Regions from separate parts of the Arabidopsis thaliana genome. Here region 2 is linked to region 1. A link is a contact called in public ChIA-PET data. All regions are on one chromosome and are shown on one strand. The core of a region is the stretch at or near the end of the contact, and the rest is flanking DNA. Distances in the headings are between cores, read along the strand shown. Region 1 holds the start of AT5G13590. Region 2 holds the start of SMT1 (sterol methyltransferase 1).

Region 1 (4,671 bases), core at 531-3,030:
TAGACTAAGTGAGCATGTGGGATTAACATGATTATCAAACTGCATCAACGTCACCTTAGGAGAACTAAATCCTACACTTTCCTTCTGTCTTTCAGAAACAGACTTTGTAATAGCAGTCGTATCACGACAACTTGATCTCTCTATGTCACGAAGACTTCTGTTACTGTTTAAGAATGCACCACTTGTGCGATCTAGAGCATCTTCCCAAACATCCATGGTAGTATTCAAATCCCAATTTTCTCTGTTCAGGCCACTGTTGCCAGATTTGGTAGAAGTAGAATCTGTGTTATGAGCGGGACAAACTCCCTTGCTTAATGACAAATTCAGTTCTGTAGGCTCTTCATTCTTCCAATATGGAGAATTGTTTTTAGTGTTACAACTTAGCTGTAAGGAAACAGTCTTAGCACCAGAAGATGCTTCTGTTTGACACTCTCCTCTGAGAGTTTCCTTGTCACCTGTCTTCCGGACTATATCATGAGTCTTAAGAACAGTTTTTTCTACTTTCATCCGAGTTTGATTTGAGGGGACAACAAGACCAGCATGTTCAGCACCAACAGGAAGCTTTCCCATAGGAAAATGGATTGAACTGCCAAGTACGTTAGAACTAGAAGGGATGTCAAAGCCTGCCAATGGACTGGAGTGAATTGGAGAACTTGGCTTCTCAAATTTCACTCTAGTTTGGTCAAAAACTATGTTCCCAATGCTCTTCCCTTTACCAGAAATTCCCACAGGAACAGATGGTAATGAAGAGGTTGGTTCTCGACCAGTCATTTTCTGAGTTTCGTCAGCATGAGCACTCCTAGTATCACCTTGCTCATTAGGTTGTGGAATCTGAGTGGAGACAGCTTCTTCCATTTGCGGCTGAACAAGGTACTTCCTCTTCTTGATTGGAATATCACTGCAGCTCCATGTAGATGGTCTGATCCTAGGCTGAATGAGACAGAGGAAAAACACATCAATATGGGAATCTCAAAAAAATGTCCGAAGAGTTAAAGTGGGGAATAAACACCTCTTGGCTTCCAGACATAGTTGAACTTCGAGGGTCCTAATAAAAATCAAAACTTCACTCTTGTACCTTTTTACAGGCTAACTCCAACTAACACACCTACAAGATCAATATCATTATAAAGCAGAGAAAAAGGCAAAAGAAGAATTCAAATTCAAATGGATTTCAGATGAAACAAACATAAATCCCACAAGGTATCTATCTAACTAGACCCTAATAGACGCAAGTAAACAGTGAATCCAGAGATCAACAAGGCCCCTATAGAAAGGAAGAACAATCAAGAAGAAAAAAATGAAGTCAACGATAAGATTACAAAAAAAGTAAATCAGAAAGTAATATGGTTAGTGGAGAAAAATCTGAAAAAGTATCCAAAAAAGGATTGAATCCAATACGTAAAAACAAGATCGAAGCTAGTTACGTAAGACTCACAGAGCAGAGAGAAGAGTAATCAAAGAATTAGAGGTTCGCAAATCTACCGACAAAAACAAAATAAGTGTGAAAGAGAATAAGAAATCCAGATTTAGGGAAGAAAGAGAAAGGTGTTAGGGGAGAGAGAAGAATCTACCAAAAGAAGGAAGAGTGATGGAGAGGTTTGAGTGATAATGGATGATGAGGATGATGATGCAGTTTCCAGGAAAATTAAATAAAAAGTACAGTTTAGATATGAAATATATGAAGAGAAGGCTACACAGAGAAAGAGAGAGATGCTAAACTTTGACAAGGGCCACACAACTCTGCAGCAGCAACTTTGCCTCTTTATAACACAGTTTGACTCATCCACCCTTTTTTTTTTTTACACGGCTTTTTCAAGAATTATTTATAAATATTCGGATTTATAAAATCGATTCAGCGAATTATAATAAAGATTTGTATAAGACTGTAGTTTTTCAGAATTTTTGAAAATCATTATTACATGGTTATATGTCTATATGTTTAAATTTAGTGTTCTCATTTAAGTTTTGCTGACTAAACAGTTGTGGTCCTTGTCTCAAAACAAAATCCATTCATTTTTTTTATAATTATGATGTTTTTTTTTTTTTTTGTCATCCAAAATTAGTTAGGACTCAAACAAAATAAATATTAAATCTTATGATTATTGAAAATTAAGAAATTATATTTATTTCTAAAGTGAAAAATAAATAAAGATTGAGTATATACTGTACTTTATTGCGCCGTCGCCGGACTAAATATATGGGTGTGGTCATGCCGGCTTAATCCGATTAGTATGCCTAGGTTTAATTTCACACTAATCCGGAATTAACTCACTTACTTTTTCTGCTCTGGTCCATGGTTTTGATAATGGGCCTTATGAATTCTTTCCGTAATGGGTTTTGACTAATAAAATATTTTTTGGTGAAAAGAGCTAGCTCCACATTTAAGAGAGCAACTACTATATTGACCAGTCAAATATCTCCTACATTTATTAGTATTACTGTGGAATATTGAAAAATAATATCAAGAATTTAGTCATTTACCAAAATGAGCCAGATATTTTACCGTAAACACAAAGTTACAAAAGAAAAGAAGAAAGAGAGAGAGAGAGTCAGGCGTTACAGAAATAAAGGGAAAAACGAAAGTTGCAAAATTTTAGTAACAGCTAACTCCTGCAAACAAAACAAAAGCTTCGTCTGTATCTATCTCTCCCTTCAGACTCGGTCTCACCCCTACTTCTCCGATACAACCAAAACCCAAAATTAATTTATTCCCATTATCAACCCATATGTTTATGGGGTTTTGATGATCAACCATTTTGCAACACTTTTAGATTTGCGGAAAAACCAAAGAGTTGAAGTGAAAGAACAAAGATGGCTAGCTTGAAACTGGGTTCCAAATCTGAAGTCTTTCATCTTAGTGGTCACACATGGTCAGTCTTCTTCTTCTTCTTCAATCGCTTAAATCATTCACTAACAAAACAAAACGTTTCATCTCCTTTTGTAATCTGATCAGGCTTTGCAAGACTGGTCTTAAGCCCGATGTTATGATCCAAGTCGTAGACGAAAGCTTCCATCTCCATAAGGTACCAATTCTAATCGACTCAAAACTCTTTTGAATTTCTAAACTCATACGTTCACTTTTTTAACTTGTCTTGTTTTCAACATCAGTTTCCTTTGTTGTCAAGAAGTGGATATCTAGAAACTCTGTTCAGCAAAGCCTCTGAGACAACTTGTGTTGCTCAGCTTCATGACATTCCCGGTGGTCCTGAAACATTCTTGCTTGTAGCTAAGTTTTGTTACGGTGTAAGAATTGAGGTCACACCTGAAAACGCTGTGAGTCTCAGATGTGCAGCAGAGTATCTCCAAATGAGTGAAAACTATGGAGATGCAAATCTCATCTATCTCACTGAGAGTTTCCTCAACGATCACGTATTCGTAAACTGGGAAGATTCCATCAAGGCCCTGGAGAAATCATGCGAACCAAAAGTGTTGCCTCTCGCTGAAGAGCTTCACATTGTTTCTAGGTGCATTGGTTCTTTAGCCATGAAGGCTTGTGCAGAGGACAACACAAGTTTTTTCAACTGGCCAATCTCACTACCTGAAGGAACCACTACTACTACTATATATTGGAACGGAATACAAACAAAGGCCACGAGCGAAAACTGGTGGTTCAACGATGTATCATCGTTCCTAGATTTACCAATGTACAAAAGGTTCATCAAAACTGTTGAATCCAGAGGCGTAAATGCGGGTATCATAGCAGCATCTGTCACACATTACGCCAAACGGAATCTTCCTTTACTTGGTTGTTCTAGGAAATCTGGTTCTCCTTCAGAGGAAGGGACTAACTATGGAGATGACATGTACTATTCACATGAAGAACAACGAAGTCTCCTTGAGGAAATCGTGGAACTTCTCCCGGGCAAAAAGTGCGTTACATCGACAAAATTCTTGCTCAGGCTTCTTAGGACATCAATGGTTCTGCACGCGAGTCAGGTCACTCAGGAGACTCTGGAGAAGAGAATTGGAATGCAGCTAGACGAAGCTGCTCTAGAGGATTTACTAATACCAAACATGAAATACTCAGGTGAAACACTCTATGATACTGACTCTGTCCAGAGGATTCTTGATCACTTCATGTTGACGTTTGATTCAAGTATTGTTGAGGAGAAGCAAATGATGGGAGATTCTCATCCTCTTAAGTCCATCACAAAGGTTGCTAGTCTGATAGACGGCTACTTAGCAGAGGTGGCGTCCGATGAGAACTTGAAACTATCGAAATTTCAAGCACTTGGTGCTCTAATCCCGGAAGACGTGAGACCAATGGATGACGGTATCTACCGTGCAATAGATATATACATAAAGGTAAACTACTTAACCTAAATCTTCAATGGTTTCAAAGTTACTATGAGTTGCTTGCTTCTTAAGTATCATATTAGTCTTTTAGATAATGCATGTATGATGTATCTAATTTGGAGCTATATCAGGCTCATCCATGGCTAACAGAGTCAGAGAGAGAACAGTTGTGCCTGCTTATGAATTGTCAGAAACTGTCATTGGAGGCATGCACACACGCAGCACAAAACGAGCGTCTACCATTGCGGGTCATAGTACAAGTCCTGTTCTTTGAACAGATGCGGCTTCGGACATCTATAGCAGGATGGTTATTCGGCTCGGAGGAAAACAATGACACAAGCGGCGCGTTAGAAGGAAACAAGAACACAAACGCAA
Region 2 (4,265 bases), core at 833-3,332, 48 kb after region 1:
ATATGAATTATAATGGACATAGCAGGAATGCATCATCTTTCACAAATGTAGATACGTTACCTTGCCTCTGGTGATCTGGTATTCGTTATTGTTGAGCCCGGTAACAACTGAATTGCTGCAACAGAGCAAACACAAACACACTTCATAATTGAACAACTATGTTCCTAACCATAAAATCTATTTCAAAACTCATGTATAGTAGAAGCACATGATGAAAAGAGTGTGTGTGCGCTTTTGGTATGTGTAGTCATTTTACCTGAATCTTGCAATTTCCCTCAACGGTCCACCAATTCCACATCCTACATCCAGTACCTACTCAGAAACATAATGGCAATGAGCATCTGATGGCGATGGCGAAGGGTCCATTTTCAAGTGTTCGGTTAAGGTTTAACAAACCTTTTGTCCTGGTTGGATGCCAAGCTGAAGAGCAAGAAAGTGCTCGTGTCGCTTAATACTCTCTCGAAGCGATTCTCCTTTCCATCTACAAACCCAAAATTCATGTCAATCAATACATATATAACTATAGTATCAGTAGCATCTATGGCTGTAAGAAAGAAAGTATATTGAAAGTCAAGAATTACCTTTGTGCAAAATGGAAGGATTCTCCCCATCCGTACTCATAAAAGCTAGTAGCAAGGTCATAGTACTTATTAACCTGAAAATTTAATCAGGAAATACTCATTCCAACAGGCAATGATTTGTTAAAGAAATTCAATACCTAGCCTAGTGAAGTAGTACTTTAACTATTTTAAATATGATCTCCTGGAACAATATAGGCTTTTTTAGTTGTCGCATATTCTCAAAGTCAGGAGACACAACTACAAGGAACAGGCGTGTCTCAAGGTGGTGAAAATTTTATAAAATGTAAAAAAAAAAAAAAAAAAAACATTTTTGAATTTACCATGTCAGTATAATTGGCTTTTCTCTCTTCCTCGTTTCCTCCATGGAAGACATGATATTGCTCATACCTGAATCACCAAATCACTAAAAATTAATAATGTCCAGGACAAAAAAAAAAGTCCACCAAATAACATTTTTTTTTTTTTTTTAATTCATAGAACTCTGAAAAACTTTGGCCAAAAAAAACAAACCAATTGTTCTATATAGATAGATAGATGAAGTCAATGACAATAAGATTGGTGGTCGGGCCCTCAAGAACGTGACAGTAGTGAAATACACGTCAAATGGATCTTTTATAGAGCCAAAAACGAAACTAGGGACCATCTCTCACTCATCATTTTTCTTTTTTCTGCTGTATTGAAAGCTCAGTTCCATGAAGCATTAAAAACCAAAACAAACATAAAAACAGAGGCGAAATCCAATGCCATCATGGTATTCGTGGAATTGGTAAAAAGCGTAAACGTATGGAAATAGTAGGCTCAAAATATACGTTGATTCCAAAAATATGGAGATGCTACACAAAACAACAATCAAATCTTAATCTTAGGAGTTGATTATAGATAAAAACCAACGAGATCAATATGCATGAGACGAAAAAAGCGAATTGTAAGTGAATCGGAGATGGAAACTACGATCAAAGAAGAAGGGAGAAGAAATTACTTTTCGACGGCGGTGAGAACATCGGATTTATCGATCTTCCCACCAAGATTCGACGCGAGATCCATAGCACTTATGCAACAACGGACGAGATCTGCAAAAAGTGAGACTGAATCAGAATAAGGATCAAGGAGAAAAGAGAAATCGGAATCGGAACACACATTGGAGGAGACTTACGAGAGAGAGGATAAAGATGAATCGGAGTGGTGGGGAAGAGCTAAAGAGGCACCTGACTGGCTTTAGTTTATAACTAGTAAGATAGAGAGGTCACAAGCCGTCAATCCCAGCTTGGCAATGAGAGTGTATTACCATTATATCCTCTCTACTTGTCCAAATTAATTATGAAATAATTAGAGCCTATATAACTCTACTCTCTAGTGTTAAGCATATTCTCCACTATCTCGTAATTTATTCTAGTATAAAATAAAACCTTTACTATAGAATCTCACCACCTACCAAGAACAGGCGCGACATTCGAGTGGTTAATTGGTTTTAAATCTAGATCAAAGATTGAATCTACCTACTACTTCCTTGATCTTCTGTTTTTGCCATCCTGATTCCTGAATGTTTTTAAGTGTTTGTAGCAAGAATATTTGACTTTCTACTAACTCCAAACCTGGTTTAAAATTTTGTGAAATATTCAATGGTTTCAAGAGAAAAAAAAACTTAGAATTTTTTTACTAGTCCACTACTTCACTCCTACTTTAATCTCTAAACTCCAAATTCTGATTCTTAACTCATACTGTATGGTCTGTATATGTTTATAGTTTATACACATGGGTATCTCAGGAACAATTGCTATTTTTATTTTTATCAATATTATCGGATTTGATTACATGTAAAACACAACAACAATAGTTAGTCTATGTCAACAATAGTTAATTAGAAAATGACTAATCTACCTATCATTTAATTAAAAAGTTATAGATTACGTTGTGATTAACTAGAGTAGTACTAATAGTTAGTCTATGTCATGATTAACGTAGGAAACTAGGAATTGACCGTTTGGGTTAAAATTCCAAAGGAAAAACCAACTTCAACCACACACCACATATTTCTCTCCCGCCTAATCCTCCGCGTTCCCAAGCCGACGCGCCGATCTTTCTTCTACTACTTGTCCTCCGGCAATAACAAACTAACCATTTCGAAAAGTAATTATCTATGGCTCTCTCCTCGTTGATCTCAGCCACTCCGCTCTCCCTTTCGGTGCCGAGATATCTCGTGTTACCCACGCGCCGCCGTTTCCACTTGCCGTTAGCAACTCTTGACTCATCGCCTCCAGAGTCATCCGCATCATCATCGATTCCTACCTCGATTCCCGTCAACGGAAACACGTTACCTAGTTCTTACGGAACTCGCAAAGACGACAGCCCGTTTGCTCAGTTCTTTCGCTCCACCGAATCCAACGTTGAGAGGGTAATATCAATCAAGCCTGTTTGTCTCTTTCTTCTTCTATATATTGATTTTGAGACTTTAGAATATTTGTTCTGATATCTGGTTTCTTGGTGGATGGAGCAGATAATATTTGATTTCCGGTTCCTAGCGCTTTTGGCAGTAGGAGGTTCGCTGGCTGGTTCGCTACTCTGCTTTCTCAATGTAACTAACTTGTGGTCTAGTTTTAGTCTGAAATGTTTTGCCACGCATACACCATTTTAGTACTAATCTCATGGCTCATTGTGTAGGGGTGTGTCTACATAGTGGAGGCATATAAAGTCTACTGGACTAACTGTTCAAAAGGCATCCATACCGGCCAAATGGTTTTACGCCTAGTCGAAGCTATCGGTAAAACTAATTTGCTATATATATGATTATGATATAAGCCTGTTTGTTTAGTTATAATACTCATATATACTTGTGTGTGAAATTTGATTGCAGATGTTTATCTAGCTGGGACTGTGATGTTAATATTTAGTATGGGTTTGTATGGACTCTTCATCAGTCACTCGCCTCATGATGTTCCACCGGAATCCGATCGTGCCCTTAGATCCTCTTCCCTCTTTGGTATGTTTGCAATGAAGGAGAGACCAAAATGGATGAAGATCAGCTCACTTGATGAGCTTAAAACCAAAGTGGGACATGTCATTGTTATGATTCTGCTAGTGAAGATGTTCGAGAGAAGCAAGATGGTTACTATCGCCACCGGTCTAGATTTGCTTAGTTATTCCGTTTGCATCTTCTTGTCCTCTGCTTCTCTGTATATCCTCCATAATCTCCACAAAGGAGAGACATGAACCCATATTATGTACAGACCCAATATATCCAATATATGTGTTTACTCTGTTTTTTTGTTTAATTTGCTATTAATGATTATGAAGAACCAATTTATTTGCTTTTTATTCACTAGAGGAATAGTATATTTTCAAATCATTCACATTATGTACATTCCGTAGCTTCTTCAAAGCAATGCCATTGATTTGTCTCACCCTCTCTCTCGAAAGCTTCAGCGACTTACCTATCTCTTCAAACGACATAGGAGTCTCTCCGTTGAGCCCAAAGTAAAGTCCCAATACACGAGATTCTCTAGCGGTAAGACTTCCTAAGAGTTGCTCAATCTCATGCTTCATGTGTTCCCTTTTCACCATCTCCTCTGGCCTTGTTTCATCTGGTCCCCGTACAATTTCCTGAACATGATAAATCAGTCCAAAGTCTCTCTTAGCTTTCTATTTTCATGGAAAACTCAAGTACCTGCAATGTCATGCGGCCATTTT

What was found. ChIA-PET counts read pairs in DNA pulled down with a chosen protein or histone mark.
Region 2: an H3K4me3 ChIA-PET map of shoot shows a contact between it and region 1, with 11 read pairs. The contact joins the promoter of SMT1 here to the promoter of AT5G13590 in region 1. A contact is called at or near these places in 1 of 2 datasets of contacts at active chromatin or transcription factors (shoot) and 1 of 3 other capture datasets (seedling).

What each region holds. Positions count from the first base shown.
Region 1 is chr5:4,377,621-4,382,291 of TAIR10.1, forward strand. AT5G13590 reads right to left here and starts at 1,781. Exons shown (of 7, transcript NM_121362.6): 1 at 1,572-1,781; 2 at 1,010-1,105; 3 at 1-930. The coding sequence starts at 1,027. It overlaps AT5G13600 (Phototropic-responsive NPH3 family protein), which reads left to right and starts at 2,812. Exons shown (of 4, transcript NM_121363.1): 1 at 2,812-2,870; 2 at 2,954-3,023; 3 at 3,109-4,305; 4 at 4,428-4,671. The coding sequence starts at 2,812.
Region 2 is chr5:4,425,242-4,429,506 of TAIR10.1, forward strand. It overlaps SMT1 (sterol methyltransferase 1), which reads right to left and starts at 2,083. Exons shown (of 14, transcript NM_121374.4): 1 at 1,735-2,083; 2 at 1,561-1,651; 3 at 902-968; 4 at 582-655; 5 at 397-481; 6 at 257-312; 7 at 61-115. The coding sequence starts at 1,625. AT5G13720 (Uncharacterized protein family (UPF0114)) reads left to right here and starts at 2,542. Exons shown (of 4, transcript NM_121375.5): 1 at 2,542-2,973; 2 at 3,076-3,153; 3 at 3,240-3,339; 4 at 3,433-4,054. The coding sequence starts at 2,719. The coding sequence ends at 3,788. It overlaps SIG4 (sigma factor 4), which reads right to left. Exons shown (of 4, transcript NM_121376.4): 3 at 4,243-4,265; 4 at 3,854-4,178. The coding sequence ends at 3,891.